Regions from separate parts of the Zea mays genome. Here region 1 is linked to region 2. Evidence: chromatin contacts called from public Hi-C data. All regions are on one chromosome and are shown on one strand. The core of a region is the stretch at or near the end of the contact, and the rest is flanking DNA. Distances in the headings are between cores, read along the strand shown.

Region 1 (4,465 bases), core at 825-3,324, 100 kb after region 2:
GCCAAACCCAGCCGGTCGATGCGAAACTACCAATGAGTCCCGATCCAGCAATTGATCTGATTTGCCTTCCATGGCGAGCGGCAGCCACTGAATAATAATCTAGCTACTGGTATGGTGGCACGCTACGGTTTTTTTTAGAAAAAAAGAGGGTGGCGTTTTGCTCCTCGTGTTCTAACGTCATGTACTGCTATAGCAAAATTACGTGCATCTCAAAATGTTACCAATTGTGTGCGGCGAAACTGACCCTAATTGAATAAACCAATTAATTACCTACTCGGGATGTGCAACCCAGATACTCCAGATCGGATATTAGTCTATCTTGGATTTTTAAGGATTCGGAATTTACTAAATAAAGTAATCTATTTGGCTTAGAATTTAACATTCCACCGCTTTCTAAAATTTCAGATATTAGTCTATCTCAGATTCATGGGGTGTAATATGGGAAAATGATTTTATGTATCAGTAGAATATGTTTCTACTATGCAACTTATATGACACTCTTTAACTCACTCTTGTATAGTAAAAATATAGCACATAAATATCTCCGACATCTTACTAATAATAGTATATAAATATATTTTGTATAAAATCATATTAGTTTGATTAGTATGTGCCTAAATATTATTATTATAATGGAATTCAATTCCAAGGATCCAAACGACGCCTAAACTTAATTTAGTGTATTTTAAAAAAAAACATCCTCCAATGGTTCCTTAAATGAGGTCCTCAAATATATCGACTTATTAAATATTCCTATTTAGTCCTAGACTTAGAGAGAGCTGTTTCACACTCCTAATAGTCCATTTTGTGTGTCAATCACACTATGAAATCAGTTATCTGCTATCGAGTTCATGCATGTATGAAAGTGATGCACTTTGAATGATTTGAGTTGCGGAAAGGATAATTTTATCATCCTCGTTTGACAAGTCTAAAGATGACCAATCCAAAATTTTTTGAGAAAATCGTGATTCATACAGAATGATTGTATAAATAAAACAAAATTTAAAGCTACAAGTTATAACTAGAAAAAACAGGCTACCATAATTTAAAAATATTAGCATATAGTTCATGCTAACGCTACAATTCCAGAGAGGAGATGGGTCAACGGTGGTGTCGGTGGCACGAGAGGAGGGGTTGTCGGCGATGGCGACGACGCGAATGAGGGGGATGTGGCCATGCGGGGGATCGGAGAGAGGAGGGAGGCAGGGTCGCGCGGGGTTGGGAGGGAGGGGAGGGTTGAGGGATGATCCAAATAAGATTATTTGTTGGATTTGAGTGAGTAGGAGAGACAGAGTTATCTGAATCGTTGATTTTGATGATATGTTAAGTCTTGTTCAATTTGTTGTTTGATGGATTTAGCGAAGGATATAAGTGTGGGGGCGATTTAGTTGGATGAGTTTTTTTCAAAATTTAAACTAGTGAATTATATAAAGGTATATATTTAACAACGTAAAAACCAGAAACCGTTGGAGGCTAAGATTATTATTTTTTTGTTTCCAATATATATTTAGTAACTTGCTAAATCAGAGACTACGGAGTAATTTTTTTAGGAAATATCCTCTTATAACGTAATAATTAACCTATAGCGTTGCTGTCTGCATCATTCACGGCCCTTCTCCACCGGGTAAAATGAATATAGGGCATTTAATTACGAAACCTAGTTGAAACGGCATATGTATGTATGTCCTGCAGGTCGTCCTTTCAACTAATCAACTGTACATGTAATGCTGAAGTTTGAAAAATCCTCACTTTCCATCCCATTCATGAAAAAAAGTAAGATCTTGCAGGATCCACAATTTATCACAGAGAGAGGGAAAAATCTCCTAACACTGTTCAGCACCTACGTACTGTATCGATCTGCAGTACGCAGCACTATTTGACACTGCTCGTTAGCAGGATACCTAGGTCGTTTTGCCTTGTCACAAATTTGCCTTAAAAATTATCTCTCGTCTCTTTTTTTTTTATAATAACAGGACCGACCGATGGAGGGCGTAATAAATACGACGCCAGTGTGAGGAGTGCGGGCACGGTTCACCGCATCCACCCTGCGTCCACAGTGCCGGTGCACGGCTGTGCAGTGTCGCCAGCGGCCAGGACGACGCCGGGGCCGGGGCCAGCCTGCATTGGTCCGACGTGTGCAGCTTTAGTTTCCACGTAGCTTTCCTTGCCTCGCGGGGCAGCAAAAGGCCCCCCACCTCGACGTGCAGTGCCGGTGGGCCTCATCAATCAACTGTATAATATAATCAAATCACATCAAATGGATTAGGACTCCTGGTTTAGGATTAGGAGCAAAAGTACGCTCGTGGGCGTGGCAACACCCCAAGTCTCAACACCCTCTCTCTCCAGATGCCGGAAGCATTAGCGATGCGTGGCCAGTTGAGCGCTGGTGGCCCCACCACCACCCCGCTACTTAAACTTACGTTCGAAATCAGGCGGCTTCGACGCCACCTCGACCTGCTTTGTTTATCCGTTCACTGTACGCACGCGCTGCATGCACGCAATCTGCGTCGCCCTTTTTAAAAACCCCTCCCCTTGTCTGACCGGTCGGCAGGCTCAAGGCCACGGTGGTTCGGGCGGGCCGACGGAAGACCCGCGCCCGTTGCCGTCGCTCGCGCCCGACGGAAACCTTGTGCGAAGGAAGAGAACTGCTACGGTCACCCCCACCCCAACCACGACTTCCAGCGACACAGGAGAGACATGGTTACGAGCGGAGGTCTCGGCATCTCGGGGCACGGGAGAAACAAAAACACAACCATATACTATCTCAGAAAAAATAAATTTGTTAACAACTGGATTATTACAAAATCTCAAAACGGTATGGCTTTGGTTAGGGCTGGAAAATAAGCTCGAGGCTCGCGAGCCGGCTCGAGCTCGGAGCGGCTCGGCTCGGCTCGGCTCGCGAGCCTCGAGCGAGCCAAACCGAGCCACTATTTTGAGCCGAGCCGAGCCACTATTTTGAGCTCGTTGCGCTAGCGAGCCAAGCCGAGCCGCAGTATAAAGCACACGATATGTGATAATCTCAAAACGGTTCACTATTTTGGTATATGTTGTGCTGCATGGAGTGGTCGTTACTTTGATCGATGATGAATACGCAGTATAAAGCATACGACATCCACATGTGTTGCATTATTAGTGCAACAATCGAGCGTGTCGATTTTAGGAAAACATGGTAGGCTTCTTGTGGGAAATGACAGAACTAGCACATGAGAAGACATTGAATAAGTTTTGACGCACGCAAACCCTCCCCTGCAACAATCACATATACTTATGTGACATGTGTTTCATCAACTTTGTTTTATGCACACAAAAGCATTTGCGCTCCAAAAGTGACATGGTCGTCATAGGTAGTAAAGCAGAGATGAGTATCACATAAACAGATATTAAGCTAAAGTAGTTTCATCAGCCTGGTTATGTACATAAAAGCATCCACGCTTCATAAGTGACAATGTTCGTCGCAGATACGCAAGGCAGTTTTCTATACAGGAAAAAGAAGGAAAGATTAGTTGTTGTTAAAGAGTTTGCGAGGTAATCCATTGTTGTGCAAAGGTTATAAATGAGAGTGAAGAATAATGTGCAGTTTCTATTGATTAGAAGCTGTGTAGAAAGAAGATTTGTACATAATGTCTCACCTTCATGAAAATGGCGTTGATTTACTCGTCGTCGCTTTCAGGCTCGGTTAAACCAGATTGTTGTATCTGAAGCTTGCTACTTTTCATCGTGTATATGGTCTGCAATGTTAGAAAGGACTACAATACATATTGTTGAAAGAGAATAAGCATGTTTGAAACATTATTTTTTTGGTGGGGATGATAGATCTTTTGGGTTAGGGTGATCTAAACCTGGTTATTATCCTGTACGTTAGTGCATAAGAACTGTTGGATATTGTCTCTAATGTATAACAGAATTTCATATCTGGTTTCAAGTATGTGAAAATATTGTTCTTAAAGAAGAGTGAGGCAGGAGAGGTTTGTAGGTCGGTCTTGACATTAATAGGGAAAAAATGGATTGATGTAAGATAAACCGGGTAGCTTTATATAAAGAAAAGAAACCAAGGTGTGCTTTCATAAGAACTTGAATTCAGATGATTTAGGTGTATAATTATATGGATGTCAAAACTGTGTAACATGATGAAGTTATAGGAGGAAGTAATGGAAAGCACTGAGAAATACTTTGATGCTAATTAAACTGTAGGAGGGAGTAAACGATTCATGAAAAAAGAGTGGAAGCTAAAAACACCAGAGATGCGGAATAACATCAGTTTGTAGGATTTTCATTTCTCCATTCGCATCTAAAATGAGATTTTAGCCATTGGAAAGTAAATCTTAGAAAGTTATGTTCTATTAGAACAGTGTCTAACAAAATTTCATGTGTTTTTAGAATATGTGAAATAGTGATGATTCTAAAACAAAGATAGGTAAAAACATGAATGGGTACAAGACAATGAGTTAATTTTTTTGTTACTTTC
Region 2 (4,649 bases), core at 746-3,245:
CCTATTTGGGTTTCTCATTCGAAGTTTTTAACGAGGCAACATCAATACAAACCTATGTCATATTATCTATTTTTCCCGTTGAGGTTTTCGAGGATGATACATTATGATATAGCTATTGTTGTATTTGAACTAGGTTATAAGTTTATCTCCCTAGAGTTCAAATGGATCAACAATAGAGTATGACTACTCTCCTTATTTTTCCATTGGGTTTTTAAGAAGACTCGACTCATATGTTGATTTCTCATATTTTCTGACAAGATTATCTTGGAGAAATATTGGACTGAGTTATATGTCTCATCATTTATTTTCCCCACAGTGGGTTTTTGAGATGACGACTATAGACATGCTATTGTTCTTTGGACTAGAGATCCATGGGAGAACAATGGCGCAACATGGTTCAATTGAATCACCTACCGTTATCCATAAGGATAATTTAGCTTGTGTTGTTCAGATGGAAACATGTTATATCAGGAGCAATATTAATAAACATATTGCTCCTAAATTGTATTATCGCCATGAACTTCCGGAAAATGGAGATATAAACATCTTGCATACAAAGTCTTGTGATAATCTTGCTGATCTATTCACAAAATCTCTACCATACTTCACGTTTCAGAAATGTGTTGAGGGGATTGGTATGAGAAGACTTATGTGCTTGCAAGGATCAAGGGGAGTAATTCTCCGTGAAATTGAACATGTTTTGAACCATCATATTACACTATTTTCTTTGTATGAGTTTTGCCTTGCTGAAGTTTTCTCATCCAAAGTTTTTAATGAGCTAATATCAACTAAGCTATATGCTTCATCATTGAATTTTTCCCCACAGGAGTTTTTATGCATGATGATTACAAGCATATTTTCTTTTGGAGTTCGAGTGAGATTATTCTCATTATCCAAAAGACATTGTGTACTCCTTATTTTTCCCACAGGGTTTTTGAGGAGATGATATATTGGAAGACGGCTTGCAGATGATCAAATGGATTTGGGTTGATTAAGTGGGAGTGTTACAAAATATTGTACTGTGATCAAGTCCATCCACCCATCCATTGTGACAGTTATTATCCAAGGGTCACACTCCTTGGGAATCCTATATACATATGTATATAAGCACTACTCTCTCTGCAATAAACAACAGTTTTGTCATTTATCTCTCTTCCTCTACTCTCTTTACCACTGAGCACTGCAAAACTTTAACAAAAACAAGCTGTACATATGCATGCGTGGAGAGAGGAGCACAGCACAGTAGCAAGCATGCATGCATGTGAGACATGCGTCGATTCTGCACTTCTGTCGATGTCATTGAGAGGTATACTGTAGCTAGCTAGCGTGAATCACGATTCACAAACGAGTGAAACGAGGGAGAGAGCGGTGATGCAAGTATATGACATCAGTTGGACGACGTACACGTCCGGCGACGACGGTCACACACAACAATGAAACGCGCATATACATTTGCCATGACCGTGTCCGTGAGCGAAACGAGACGTGCATGCATGCAAGCAAGGTGTGCAGTTGCGCGCGCCTACGCCGCTACCAAAACCTATCCTTTGATTTGTCGAGAAGTTTGAGCCTCGCGTCGCTCGCGTCTGTCAGCTGGTCTGCAGGGGATAAACCTGATGATCGATATGCGTGCCCGCGAACGCGACGCAGGACGCCAGTTGTGATTCTCTGTTATTACTACTGATTTCCTGTGGACCGGGGGCGCCGCCATATCCATCGATATATCTCGGCGGGTCCCTATCGCCGGCCGGCGAGAAGCTTCTCCTGTCCATAAATGTATGCAGCCGAAGCAAGATCTTTTGCGGCTCGCCAAGGGACAGGAGCACAGGACAAGGCCACGACTCACGAGATCCGTTCCACCCGCACACGGTCGCACACGCACGGACACGGCCGGCGCCGTCGTCTCACCCAGCGCGCGGCCAGGGCCAAGACAGATGGATGGGCCTTTGGCCGCTCGCGCGCCCGGGGCCACCGTCGTCCGGTGCCGCGCGTCGTCTCCCCGTGCTGCGCTGTTGCACCGTCCCGTCCCCGTCGTCCGGTGCCGCGCGCGCGGTCTCCGTCTGCCATGCACCGGCTGGCAGCCCGGCACCGAACACGCGCGCGGCCAGGAGCGAGAGAGCCGAGCGAAGCGAGCGTCCCCATGCACGTGTCCCTCGCGGCAGGGACGGTATCAGCCGGACGCTTGTGTGGACCCTGCGGCTTTTGGATATTTGTGGCCACCAGCAGCAGCAACATCAGATCTCGCGCGCGGCCTTCGCTGCGGGAGGATGGAGTGCAGTGAGTAATTTCTTCATTCGTGGCGGTGGTTAGTCGCGGTCGCCACGTCGGCGTCGCGGAGCTGGAGGTCGGGGAGGGACCCCGACCCCGACCCGGACCCGGACCCGGCCTTTCCCTGTGCCCAGCCCGTCCACGTACATGATGTCACAAGCACGCCCACACGGTACTGCACCGTATTATTGGTCGGGTTCAGGCTCGCTCGCCCGCTGGCTGACGCTGATCACTGGTCAGGCAGGAGGGAGGGGACGAGGGAGGAGGGTGTGGGTGGCTTCTGGGGGCGGTGCGGCCCGGGGGAGGGAACGGAGACCGCCAATGATTGGAGCCGACCATGGTTACGAGCAAGAAACAGGCGGAGAGGCAAGCCGTCATGTACATGAAGGTGTAGGCCCGCCTGACTGATTCCATGCCGCCGCTACCTGCCATCCTTGCCATGTCCCTGCCGAGCGCGCTTGCCATCCTTGCGTGAATGGACAGACACCCCCGGCCGGGTTATACATCCTGTCGTGGTCCACTGGTCCTGGCCCGCCACGGCGACATGCATGCGAATAGCAGCGGCCGTTTTTTACGTCGCAACTCTCGTCAGTTTCTCCGTGCCGAGGGCCGCCCGCCCGCCCTGCAATGGCATCCCTATCTCGTTTTCCGAGATATGTTTGAAGAGCAAGCAGGATTATTATGAGCTGCAAACGTGGTGGGATCCGCCTAAAGCAACCATCAAGCATGAGTAGGAAGACTCATGAGGCAGCTCTACATATACGTCATTATTTGTCGTTCCATGTAATATCCATCTATATCGTTGGGTTAATATTAGAATGTGGTAGTTTTCTAGAAAAAGTTTTAAGTACGTATGTGTTTCTTGAAACGCTAGTAGTAGTTTAGTTTTAAAATTCTTAGCTGGGTGACGGTTGTGTTTGAAAAAAAGAAGAACAAACACAATAGGAATCCTCAAGATCCCCGTCGGCTAAATTAATTCTCGTCGGTTTATTCCACAACCAGCGGTGATTAAATTAGGAATAAAATTCTATGCACCGCTGACGCACGACGTCAATCTGCGGCACCGTTTCGATGCACGACACGCGTCCAAAATCAACAACTAATGATGCCGGTTAATCAAGCCGCTGATGACATGGCTAATCGAGCCTAGCCGGCCGTTCCTTGAGGCAGAGCCAGATTACGTTTGCTGCGTGAAATTAGGATCAGGCCATCACCGTTTCCGCATTTTCTCCGCTGCTACACCTGATTGTTTATTTTGAATCATGGATCAAACGTACAGGGCAGTAACACATGATTGTTTATTACTAAAATAGTACCAATAGAAATTTACAATCCTGGTCCCATAAATAAAATATGCAAAGCACCACCACTAGTAAAACACTTATTGATCTAGAGATTCATCAAAATGTAATCTTCGAGATACTGAGGCATCTTGATGAACTCCAAGTAGAAGACTAGTATATCCTCCTTGTGTAGAAGGAGCAATATTAGCATCAGCCATGTTGCTTGGGAAGCATGGTAGCGCAATATTAGGACCTATACTTGTATATCCTTGATGCATCGAAGCAGCAGTCCCTGTTGAAAAATCACCACACATGTTGTTTCGAAAGCATGGTAGCTCTATATTAGATCCAATGATTGCATCAAAAGAGCTCTGCACATAAACACATGAATTGTTTAGGACAAATACAAGTTTAAATCAGTAATATATTAAAGAGAAAATGTTACCTGTCTCATTGTGAACTCTTGAATCTCTGCATCTTTTATATTGTCTATTGCATCTTGTTGAACTCCTCCTACATATCATACATATAAATCATAATTTTTTACCAGAAATAAAAATTATATTGAAAAACAAGTATTTGAACAGGTAGCACTACCTTTCTTTTTGTTAGCAGTGTTTGTATTCTTCCTTTTTTCCCTATCTTCTTTTCAAAAACATCTGTTCTTTTGTTCTTTTTACCTTTTATCACCTCAAGGTCATGTTTCGTGAGCATGGTGCTCGAAAATTTCGTTCTGTTCATGAAATAGGCCATAAATTATGCTAAATAACATGAATATCATTTATGCATTCACCGTTTTCCATTTTTCGAGTGACTTCCAGTTCAAATCTAAATTATCCGAAGAAAATCAATGAAACGAACTAAATCTGATAGTTATAGCAAACACTTTGATAATTATGTCAAAATTGAACATGTAGGTCTACGTATTGAGAAACACACCATAAAAAGTTTGGTGGAAAAAAGAAATAAAAAACATACTTTGTCGAGTGTCAAAGGAAGACACTTGGCAAAAAATGCTTTGTCGAGTGTCTACCGGGGGACACTCGACAAAGAATTTAAAAAAAATAAAACAATCTTTGCCGAGTACTGGTCATTGGA

Evidence for each region. Hi-C and Micro-C count contacts between places; a contact is called where the count stands out from the background.
Region 1: a Hi-C map of bundle sheath shows a contact between it and region 2, with 3 times the contacts expected there. The contact joins two enhancer-like sites. A contact is called at or near these places in 7 of 25 Hi-C or Micro-C datasets (bundle sheath, ear, leaf and 2 more) and 1 of 3 datasets of contacts at active chromatin or transcription factors (seedling).

What each region holds. Positions count from the first base shown.
Region 1 is chr3:51,044,052-51,048,516 of Zm-B73-REFERENCE-NAM-5.0, forward strand. No RefSeq gene overlaps it. Among protein-coding and RNA genes, the nearest start is that of LOC103650072, 3.2 kb to the left of the region's middle. Within about 2 kb of position 2,075, at least 17 of the 20 cell types and tissues checked have an H3K27ac peak or open chromatin away from gene starts, as enhancers often do. A contact at or near this core is called in bundle sheath, ear, leaf and 3 more, where this site is marked.
Region 2 is chr3:50,942,371-50,947,019 of Zm-B73-REFERENCE-NAM-5.0, forward strand. No RefSeq gene overlaps it. Among protein-coding and RNA genes, the nearest start is that of LOC103650072, 98 kb to the right of the region's middle. Within about 2 kb of position 1,996, at least 19 of the 20 cell types and tissues checked have an H3K27ac peak or open chromatin away from gene starts, as enhancers often do. A contact at or near this core is called in bundle sheath, ear, leaf and 3 more, where this site is marked.